Linked DNA regions of Mus musculus: region 2 is linked to region 1. The links are chromatin contacts, called in public Hi-C maps. All regions are on one chromosome and are shown on one strand. The core of a region is the stretch at or near the end of the contact, and the rest is flanking DNA. Distances in the headings are between cores, read along the strand shown. Region 1 has its middle 16 kb from the start of Scnn1b. Region 2 overlaps Cog7 (component of oligomeric golgi complex 7).

Region 1 (5,655 bases), core at 1,597-4,096:
CTTTTTGTTCCTACTCTCTCTCCCCGCTTTACTTCTGATAGCTTGTCCTGAATTTCCTCTAGAATTTTCAGCCCTATCTTAACCACTATATAACATGTGAAAAGGAACAAAAGGGCTTCTAACACTAGAAAAAATTCAAGGCCAAACATAACTTGTAAAGCCATTTTCCACTTTACTTCTGATAGACTGTCTTGAATTTCCTTAGAAAGTTCAAGATCAGACTTACCTCGTTCCCCAGCTGAAAAGTTCTGAATTCATACAGTTGAATCCTTCTTAACAGTCTGCTTTACGGGAACCTTTATCACCGTCGTTCCCCAGCTGATGAGTTCTGAATTCGGCAGTTGAATCCTTCTCAACAGTCTGTGTTACGGGAACCTTTATAAACGTGATCCGCAGTTCTGGTTCCGGAATGAGGGATCCTCCTTGCGCCAGTCCCGAGTTTTTTTCTCGTCCCGGAATTCGGCACCAATTGTTATTAGACGCGTTCTCACGACCGGCCAGGAAGAACACCACAGACCAGAATCTTCTGCGGCAAAGCTTTATTCTTACATCTTCAGGAACAGAGTGCAAGAAGCAAGAGAGCAAGAAGCAAGAGAGAGCGAGAAGCAAGAGAGCGAAAAAGCAAGAGAGAGAGCGAGAGACAAGAGAGAGAGAAAAGCAAGAGAGAGAGAGAAAACGAAACCCCGTCCCTCTTAAGGAGCATTCTCCTTCGCCTCGGACGTGTCACTCCCTGATTGGCTGCAGCCCATCGGCCGAGTTGACGTCACGGGGAAGGCAGAGCACAAGTAGTCATAAGATACCCTTGGCACATGCGCAGATTATTTGTTTACCACTTAGAACACAGCTGTCAGCGCCATCTTGTAACGGCGAATGTGGGGGCGGCTCCCAACAAGAAACGACAGTGGCTTCCAGGCAACACGCATAGGAATTGAGATCCTTCCCTGACTTTTTAACTGACCACTGACTTGCACCACCAACTCCTGAACTCTTAGTCAGGACTGCAGGAAGCCTGATTCTGTGGAAGTCTAGAGCCAAATTTGGGTGGGAATCTTTTTTTTTTCCCCTGCCTTGTGCTGGGATAAAATCCAGGGCTCTGTGCATTCTACACATGGGCTCCACCCCTGAGCCACACCCCAGCCCCCTTGCTGGATTCAAGACCCATAAAACCCATCATGCAACACACACTCATTTGAGCCACTAAATATGATTCTTTGTTATGCCTTGGTAGGTGATAGACAAAATACAGGGCTAAACTCAGAGGGACCCAACTTGTAAACAAAGGGACAGAGCCACATGTCTGTGTCGTGGGACTCAGGGAAACTATAGCACAGATCTGGGGGAAGTTTTCATTCGTGCATATAGCTCAGCCAGTACAAGAAGACAAACCTCACATCTCAATCCTGTGCAACCACCAATGACTTGATGGACCTGGGCGATGATCAGCTCTGGTGATTTGTTGCAAAGAGCAAGCAGAAACGGTGCTCGCAGCCTCTGAGGGTATCCTTGGCAGAAAGAAAACCACAATCTTAAGCAAAACTCCCCAACCAAAATCCTCAAGCAAGATGTCCACCTGAATCAGATGAGGTGTCTAGATGCAACTGAACATTTACACTAAGTTCAGGACCTTTTTTGCACATGTACGTGTGTGTATGCATGTGCGTGTGCGTGTGCGTGTGCGTGTGCGTGTGCGTGTGCGTGTGCGTGTGCGTGTGTGTGTGTGTGTGTGTGTGTGGTGTACTTGTGGTACCGGTGTGTGAGCATGTGTCTGGAGCCAGGGGCTGAGGTCAGGTTTCCTCTTTTATGACCTTCCATCTTATTTTGCAGCACTCACTGATCGACTAGACTGGCTGGCTAGCAAGTTCTGGGGATCTTCCTGTCTCCTCCTAAGTGCTAGGGTTATGAACATGCTGATGTTCCTGGCTTAAAAAAAATCTTAAAAAATGTCTTTTAAACTTCCTATTGATTCTTTGTTTCACATTATGCACCCTGGTTCCACTCATCTCCCTGTCCCCTCACATCTGTCCTTCATTCTTTTTTTTTTTTTTAAGATTTATTTATTTATTATATGTAAGTACACTGTAGCTGTCTTCAGACACTCCAGAAGAGGGAGTCAGATCACGTTACGGATGGTTGTGAGATAGTTGTGAGCCACCATGTGGTTGCTGGGATTTGAACTCCAGACCTTCAGAAGAGCAGTCGGGTGCTCTTACCCACTGAGCCATCTCACCAGCCCCTGTCCTTCATTCTTGCAACATCCCCCTTCCAAAACACACACACACAGACACAGACACAGACACAGACACACACACACACACACACACACACACACACACACAGAGAGAGAGAGACACACACACACAGAGACACACACACATGGCATAGAACAATATCTCATCATGGGAACTGTAGTATGTCACAGTGTGGACCACGCATCTTCACTTGCAAATGTTCATTGTAATGAGTCATTGGGCTGGTTCGAGGTCTCTGGCTTCTGTCACACCATCAATATTAGATTCACTGGGACTCCTTCAGGTTATCCTGTTGTTGCCCTGTGGATCGGCAGGATCAGCCTGCTGCAGAATTGTTCCAACAGTTCACAAATGATGTGGATGTTGGGGGTGGGCTAACTCAAGGCGCTGGATCTGGGCCTGGGTGATAGATGAGCCGGTCAGCCTGCCAGGGTGAGCTCTCCAGCACTGCTCTGGCTAGGCCACACAATGCAGAAGGTAGGGTCAGCTCTCCTGTTCCCATGCCTTTGGGGCCAGCTCGCCTGCTCCCATGCCTCCAGACCCAGCCTCACTGTGCTGCCCAGCCGAAGTGCCAGGGCCCACTCTCCCAAGTGCTGCAGCCAGGGAAGGGGTGGGCCAGTTCTCTCCATCTCATGACCCTGGGGTGAACTCTCCCAATGCGGCAGGTGGGGAGGGGGAGGGGGAGGGGGAGGGGGCATCACCTCAGCATGTGCCACCTCATGGCAGAGGAGAGGTGGAGCCAGCACTCCCATATTCACTCCCTCAGGGCTGGCTTATTTGTCCACCACATACTTGCACACTGTAGTGGCTCCTGCTGCAGGTGATCCTCAGCCGTGGGGCCTCCGGGTGTCTTTCCCTCACCGAAGCTACGGGGCATGGTGGCAAGTGGACCTCTAAGTGTCTACAGACCCCTCCCCCCATGTGGGTGAGGAGGGCAGGTCTCTGGGTGTCACTCCCTGCCAGCACTCGCGGCATGGCCTATTATTTTCTATGTATGGGTGTAGAGAGAGAATTTTAGTCAGGTTCTCAATTTGTAGTCCTAGCTAGCCTGGAGCTCACTATGTAGATTGGGCTGGGCTTGAACTCATGGAGAGATCCCTGCCTCTGCCTCCTAGTGCTGGGATTAAAGGGTCATGCCACCATTCCCAGCTCAAATAATATATTTTTCAGTGTGTTCCCTCTATAGCTCCTCCCAGATTACCCTCCCTTCCCTTTCTACCCAACTGTGTTCTCTCTCTCTCTCTGTCTCTCATACACACACACACCAAACAAACAAACCCCAAGAAACACACATACAAAATCCACACAAAAATGACAATCAAAGCACACAAAAGACCAATAAGGAAAAAATGATCCCAAAGAAAAGAAAACAAAACCTCCACAAAACCAAGACAAACACCACAAACCCCTGGAGTTCGCTTTGTATTGGGAACTGACTTGGACTCCTAGGGACGGGGCCTGCTGTGCAGTGTGACTGATGTACCCAGCAATACGCCATTAGAGAAACTGACTTCTCTTTCGCATTGGGTATTAACTATAGACAGCTTCTCAGTTTAGGAGTGGGAGCCTGTGTCTAATTTCCACTATCAGTGTGGTTTTTACAATCTTTCTGCCTTTTCTTCCACGTGGATCCCTGAGCCTGGAGGGAAGATGTTTGGTGAAGACTACCCCATTTAGGACCGAGTGTTCCAGAGTCTCTCACACTCTCACGCTGGGCTTTTAAACATGGTCCTCATTCTTGTATCGCAAGCACGAGCCACTTCCCCGGCTCCATCATCAGTTTTTATGAACCAGCACTCAGCTCAGCGCCTACTCTACAGTAGGGAGCTGTAAAATAGGCTTACAATGGGTAAATGCTTGTTTGCCTATACAAGCATTTTTTTTTGCCTATACAATATTTATTCTTTCTTGTGGATAATTTCAAAGATACCAAAAAGCAGAGTGAATTATCTTACTGATACGTATGTTGTTAGCACCTCTATCTTCTTGTTTCTAGGATCTGATAAAAGCAACTTAAAGGAAGGATTTATTTTGCTTTTTTGGGTTGAGGATGCAGCACATCACAGCGGATGAGGCATTGCGGCAGGAACATGAGGTGGCTGATCACATTGCACCCGAAGCTGGGAAGCAGAGAGATGGATGCGGTATTCAGCTTGCCTCCTCTGTTCCCCTTTTTACTCAGTCTGGGACCCTAGCCCGTGCCCACATTCAAGGTGTGCCTTTCTACCACAGTGAAACTCTCTGAAAACACAGTCAGAGGTGCATGTCCTAGGGGCTTCCAAATCCCGCCATGTTGTCAGTGGAAGTTAACGGTCACAGTGCCTCCCCACCACTCCTCGGAAACCACTGGGGCACTTTGCTATACTGGCTTCATCTACTTTGGCTTTGGCTCAATTATTTCATAGTACTTATAGTCAACAGTGTATCTTTAGCCAAGAGAGACACTTTATTCAGTTACTGTACCACTGTAATCCCTAGCATGCAGAACCTCAAATCTTTATTAATGTCTAATCCCTCCATATTCACATTTTTTTCAACAGCTCCTAAAATGTCTTTAAGGGTTGTTGGTTTCTTGATAAATTGGTTATCTGTGTATGGTTACACTTGGAGAGGTCTGAAAGCTCCCAGGTCATTGACTTGTTACAGCCACCAGGGACATTGTTTTGTTGGTAGAATAGACATTTTTTTTATTCTCTTGCTGGGGTCTATTTCTTTTTCCATCCATCCACCCATCCATCCATCCATCCATCCATCCATCCATTCAGTCTATATTCTGATCGTTGCTTCTCCTCCTATTCCCCCTCATACAGTCTCTCTCCCTCCCCTTCTCCTCTGAGATGGTGGGCCACCCACCCTGGGTATCTCTCCACTCTGGTGCATCAAGTCTCTGCAGGGTTAGGTGTATCCTTTCCCACTGAGGCCAGACGAGGCAGCCCAGTTAGGGGAACAGATTCCACAGACAGGCAACAGCTTTACATACAGCCCTGGTCTAGTTGTTAGGGGACCACATGAAGACTGAGCTGCACACCTGCTACATGTGTGCCGATCTGCTCTTTGGTTGGTGGCTCTGGCCTCTTATCTGTGCTTCCTATAAGTGAGACTCATTCCATGGTTTGATCACATCAAACGAAACGCTGCTGGTGATAGTTCTTTCTCGGGAGCACTGTGAGCTGCATCCTACACCAGGGTAGAGTGACTGATTGTTTCACCAGGCAGCTGAGATTGATCTGTGGGTTTGTGTGGTGACAACCTGAACTCTCCGTTGTCAGGCCATTGCTTTTCTTATAACCAGTCAGTCTTCTGGGAGCCAACAATTTGGCAGTGGTGACTGCACCCGCGAGCCTTCCTGAACCTTTCACCTCGTGGCTCTGCTGCCATCTGTGATCCTTGTCTGACTCAGTTGTTT
Region 2 (5,655 bases), core at 2,364-4,863, 90 kb before region 1:
AGCTTTTTTTTTGTATATATTTTCATGTATGTGTCTGTGCACTCTATGGGCAGGCAGTACCAGAGGAGGCCAGAAGAGGGCGTCAGACCCACTGGAATCAGAGTTAAGATGGTTGTTAGCCCTCACATGGGTGCTGGGAACTGAACTTTTATCCTCTTCAAGATCAGTAAGGGCTCTTAATCACTGAGCCATCTCTCCAGCCACTGTGAAATAGTAAAGAAAAAAAAGTCTTTAATGACAAACTCTTTTACATTTGGTATGAGGTCCCCTTTCCCCAACCTGTGGTTTCTTTTCTGAAGCTAAAGTATACAGCTATACTTTGGAGAGCACAGCTGAGCTGATCTGTCCTGTTTTGGGTCTAAGAACCACATTCTCATCATGTAAGAATGTCTTTGGAAAGGATCCTGCAGGAGTCAAGTGGCAGGCGTTGAGCTGACCCTCTTATGTTGTCAACAGCTACACTCCAAGGAGCTTCATGTGACTTTGGGCCACTTTTAGGCAGACATCCTATTGCCTGAGGAGTGTGATCAGTAGGGTCTTGGGAAGGTTTGGCCCTGGTGTATTCAGCTGAAGTCTCTGACCTATAGACACTGCCTACCATCACAGCATTTAAAAGAATTTCAGATTAGTTACTAGTATTAGTGGGCGCAATTCAGATCTTTGAATTGCCTATAAAATTCAAAGCTGCGGCACAAACCAGTCTGCACTGTCACAGAGATAATGGGGCTGGCAGCTGAAGTCTATGACTGGTGAGTCTAGAGAAACTTCTCTTTGCAAAACTGCTTTTTATGCATTTGCATTCCAGAGGCAAGATGTCCTTCAGCTGATGCCCTTCATCCACTTACATGTCTTGCTTGACCTCTGGCCCCAGTGCCTGGGTGTGGCACATGGCAACATCATGGCACATGCTGGCAGAGCTCAGCCAGCCACTGAAGGTCGTCAGGGCGAATCCAGGATCACCTAGGATCATCTTGGGTTGCCATCTCCTGGCCTCTGTTCTGGGCACTGTGTTTATGGACTGTGATGCTAACTGCATCCCCTCTCCCATGGTGCCTTGGTATCCTGGGAAATCCTCTGCACACGGCTGTTGTGGTGCACCTGAGGCGAATGGAATGTTTTACTTTCCCATAAACCTTTCTCATGATGGAATGCTCAGATACCCTGGTGATGACAGGCGCTTTCAGAGAGAGTTAAAAGTTAACTAGACTTGAGATGTTTTGAATCTTTGGATTTGTCCCAGCATAATGGGACTGCTGTTGAAGGGCCAGTAACTAAAGTCTGAGAGCTGGCATATTACTTCAAAATGCAAAAGTTATGAAATGCAGATGTACCAATCACTCAGGCTTATCCCAGAGGCAAATGGGTTGGTCCACATCCACCTTTCACGTGTGACAGGAAGACAGTTTTCTATGCAAATAGTAGCTGTCTAGTAGCTATTGAATAATGTATCTCTATTTCAGACTTTAGACATCGGGAGCTTCTAGCCACTTTTCTTAGTTAAAACCCAGTATTTGGGAACTGTAACACTGCTTGAGAGAGTGCTGGGCAGAATTGTAGCTCGTGGCAGAAGTGTTAATCTCATGGAGGGCACCAGCAGGAGGAATCTGCACTTGCCTCTGACATTCATTACATTTCATGAAACATTTCAGGGAGGCAGCGTCAGAACCCAGTGCCACCAGAAGGAGCAAATAGTTGGAATTTTGATGAATGAGACTGTGTTTGTTCTGTAAGTGCCAGCATGCCAGGTAGTGCTTGAGCCTGAAGTGCCCTGTGTCCTGTCTAGGATCATAGCCACCTGTGGAGAGCTCTTGCGCCAGTGTGGGGACTTTGAGCAGCAGCTGGCAAACAGGTAGGAGGGGTCCCTGCTCTCCTTGCCCGTCATTCCCTGGGGCTCCTGGCTGGGAGGTATTTGCTCCAGTGTATGGGCAGACTGGAAGCCACAGGGCTGGAGGACTGTCTGTACCTAGATACAAGGTGTCATTACTGTCATCATTAAACATTTACTGAACACCTAAAAGGGCAAGGCCTATCCTACTTGGCAGTGGTCACATAAATCTGGTTAGATATGGAGGCGTCAGTCTGATGAGGAAGCAGTACACCTTGTTTCCCAGTTATATGTGGGTTAGGCTTCTGCTTATGCTCAGTTATTGGGCTCAAAATAAATTTCCCCATAGAAAGCATGTTACAAGTGGTGACTAAGACCCTAAGACAAGCCCAGAGGATGGAGATTAACCCAGGCATCCTTGCAGTCCAGGCCCTGGGTAAAATTCTGAGTGCCAAGGGGTGCAAGTCAAAGGAGAATTTTGGGGACTGCTCTAAGAAAAACCTATTCTCCCCTCCTGCCTCTCCTCTAACGCTGCCAGTGCTTTTCCTGTGATCCAAGGTTGCACCATTCAGACATTTGCCTACCATGCTTCCCAGTTTCCTTATTCATCCATCCTTTAGGAATTAAGAAGCCTGGTGTGGGGGGTGGTTGTTGTTTAACTCTGTGTGTGTGCTCACGTGAGTGCGTGTGTTTGTGTGTGTGTGTGTGTGTGTGTGTGTGTGTGTGTATGTGTGTGTGTGTGTGTTTTAGACAGGTCCTTAATATGTTCTATAGGCCCAGGGTGGTCTAGAACTCACTGTACAGACCAGGCTAGCCTTGAACTCACAGAGAGCCACTTGCCTCTACCTCCCAAGTGCTAGGGTTAGATTAAAATCATACACTATCATGCCCAGCTGAGAGGTGTATTGATTTTAACTTTGTTGCCATTAGAATGTGAGTGTTGTTTCTACGCTTCCCTCTGTCACAGTGTCCTTACACTGACATTGCTCCAGGTATATTTGTTAGGCATCTCTCCTCTTCAGGACAGTAACTTTCCTTAATCTTTTGCCTTCCAAAGGGTGAGGAAGGCTCCGGTTAGGAAGTTAAATGAGGAGTGCCCGGCTATGGGATGAGCTTGTAGTTGCAGTTTGCAGCCTGGAGAGAAGCTGAAAGGCTGGCTCTGCTTCATCGAGAGACCACACAGCCTCTGAAAGAGGTGATGTCATTCTGGAAACACTGAGCCTGGGGACAGTCACCATCTGTGTTCCCATCTGGGCCACAGCTTGGTGTGTGGCAGGCACCCTGTAAAGCTTATCTTATCTCCCCATCTGTCTCGCCTTAGAACCCAGACTCTAGCAGAGCCACTCCCCAGGGGCAGGCACTGGGCAAGGCAGAGCAGCCACTCTGGATAAAACTGACATCAGCTGTCACTCTTAAGATCTTTTTGCAAAAGAGTTATGGGCTGTGTAAATCAGAGCTGGGTGTCACCTCTTATCCTCAGTGACTTGGGTGAGATGCTATGGCTTCTCTTTACCTTCCTGGTGTTCTCCATGTTCCTATAAAACACTGGCACAAAAATCCCTGATATGCAATGATCCTTTTTGTGATGCTTTGGCTGCACTCTGATACATTAAGGAGAAAACATATTTTAAATTTTGGCCTTTTCTAGACTAGCCTTGTTCAGGCCATGATCCTTTCCCACAACTCAGGGTGGTGGCGGTGGCAGCTGACCCACAGTTCCCCACCAGCCCCTCCCTCTGTGACTGCTAAGCTAAGGTCCAGGTTAAGGACTTTAGGATGGTCTCCACGTGGGCGGGTTTATTGGATCTCAGCCCATTGTAAGTCTCGGTGTGCCTGCATTGTTAAGGTCCCTGTAGAATACTTCAAGTGATAGTTGGGTTTCATTGTAAATGGACAGGCTTCCACGGCTGAGGAGAGAGATTGCTTGTCCTGAAGGGAAACGAATTGAGGCGCTAGGTGAGATTATACCGTTCCCTCCTCAGTGTACACCCGCTGCATGCTTCAGGTGCAGTGGTATGTGTTAGCCCTTCCCATTAATCTCGGAGCTTGAGAGTCGGGACTGTACCTCTTCGGTGTCCCCAGCTGAGCCACAGAGGCTGTTACAGTACTGGGCAGTCAAGTCTTCATCTCACTGAGGCATCACTGGGACATCACTGGGATGCTGTGTGGAGATGAGGCTAAGATCAGATGCCGTTAGTTCTTTGGAGTTAGAATTGTGCTTATCTGGACACTTTAAACTCGTCTCTGCTACAGAAAGCGTTTCTAGCATGCCTTGTTTTCTTTATGGCAAGCTGACATGGGCAGGCTGGGTTCCCCAAGTGTGGCCTCTGATCCTTCACAAACAGCTGTTAAACTCTCTTGTGTGTCAGGCACTGTGCTGGGAGCTGGGGCTGGGTGATGAAGCCACTTTGTTCTGTCCTCACATCTGCAGGAGACTTGAGAGAACCTGTGGTAGGTGCAAGGCAGAGGCAGGAGGTTGCCAGCAGGGAAGGGACAAGTGCTCTGAGGGAAGGGGAGCCTGAGGACCCCCAGGGGACACACTCAGGATGGAGTGAGAGTGAGCCTGTGATGTGTGTGTGTGTGTGTGTGTGTGTGTGTGTGGGCAGTGGATGAGCAGAGACAACGTGAGGCTGTGAGGGATCGGCTCTGGCTACCAGGCTTTCGCATGTTTTAGTTTTATCCTGGAGAGTTGAGGTTGCCTTTTAGAAAGACGGCTCTGTTAGCTAGGTGGATGAGGTGGAGTAAGGAAGGATGGGGGAGAGAAGACAGAGTGCTTCTTCAATCCAGACCTGGCAGTGAAGTCTAAGGGAGGTAGTCAGGGATGGGCCTCAGATAGACAAAAAAGCAACCAGATGGCTGGCGGGCTTAAGCAACTGTCTTGAGGCTCTGGCGGAGGTGGGAGCAGCTTGAACGTGCAGGGGTTTCTGAGGAAGCCCCCATCTGCAGTGCTGCCCAGCAAGCTGTGGGGACACTTTATGGGTTGTTTCTTCTCTTTCTCTTTTATTTTTGAGACAGGGTCTCGCTGCATATCCCTGGCTGGCCTGTAGCTAGCTCTCAGAGATCCACCAAGGTCTGTCTCCAGGTACTGAGATTAAAGGTGTGCATCACCATGCCTGGTTTAGTTTCATTTTCTTGAGATAGGGTCCAGGCTTGCTTCAAACTTGTAATCCTCCTGCCTTAACCTGACTGCTGGGATTTCAGCTATATGCCACCTTGCTTAGCTCAAGGGCCTGGTTTTTGTTTTGTTTTGTTTTTAAATAAATGGATGTGATCTAAAACTTGGCTTGTCCAAAGCAATTGGTTTCATAAGAAACATTCGAAAGGGAGGGTGGGGGAGTTAGCTGTATTGGGGTTGTCCCGAGCCTTCTCTTTTCCCACAATTCTGTACACTTTCAAGTATGGAGGCTGAGGGAGAAGAGTGTATCTAGCATCGGTCCTTGTCGGTGCAGACTCGACTCCGCAGCAGTACTTCAGCTGGATTATCAGAGAGAAGCTCACCGAGACATTTTCCCTTCTTGAAAACTGAAACGCGCCAGCCTCTCTCAATAGATCTCCTTGTAGCATCCAAGCCACAAAAATAAACTTTGTGGTGTGGCAGTGAATAGCAGCATTGTAGCACAGTGTGCGGGTAAGGTTTGTGCTGAGGATAAAAAGACTTGCAGTTCGTCAGGGGCTCACCCAGGCCTTTGACACTTCCCCTCCATGTCGCCTGTCGAGTGAGGACGGGAACAGTGTCCCAGATGGCAGCAGCTAAGTGGGCAGACTCAGCAGCTAAGTGCTGCTGCCCTGGGCAGGCTATCTGCCATAGCAACAGTGGCTTCTGGTGGCAC

Evidence for each region. Hi-C and Micro-C count contacts between places; a contact is called where the count stands out from the background.
Region 2: a contact with region 1 is called in a Hi-C map of the N1E-115 cell line, with 2.0 times the contacts expected there. The contact joins two enhancer-like sites. A contact is called at or near these places in 1 of 39 promoter capture datasets (hippocampal neurons), 9 of 484 Hi-C or Micro-C datasets (the N1E-115 cell line, cerebral cortex, cortical neurons and 5 more) and 2 of 115 datasets of contacts at active chromatin or transcription factors (T-cell acute lymphoblastic leukemia and embryonic stem cells).

The regions. Positions count from the first base shown.
Region 1 is chr7:121,846,097-121,851,751 of GRCm38.p6, reverse strand. No RefSeq gene overlaps it. Among named protein-coding and RNA genes, the nearest start is that of Scnn1b, 16 kb to the left of the region's middle. Within about 2 kb of position 2,846, at least 2 of the 459 cell types and tissues checked have an H3K27ac peak or open chromatin away from gene starts, as enhancers often do. A contact at or near this core is called in the N1E-115 cell line, where this site is marked.
Region 2 is chr7:121,937,364-121,943,018 of GRCm38.p6, reverse strand. Cog7 (component of oligomeric golgi complex 7) reads left to right here. Exons shown (of 17, transcript NM_001033318.3): 11 at 1,784-1,849. Among named protein-coding and RNA genes, the nearest start is that of Cog7, 42 kb to the left of the region's middle. Within about 2 kb of position 3,613, at least 56 of the 459 cell types and tissues checked have an H3K27ac peak or open chromatin away from gene starts, as enhancers often do. A contact at or near this core is called in the N1E-115 cell line, where this site is marked.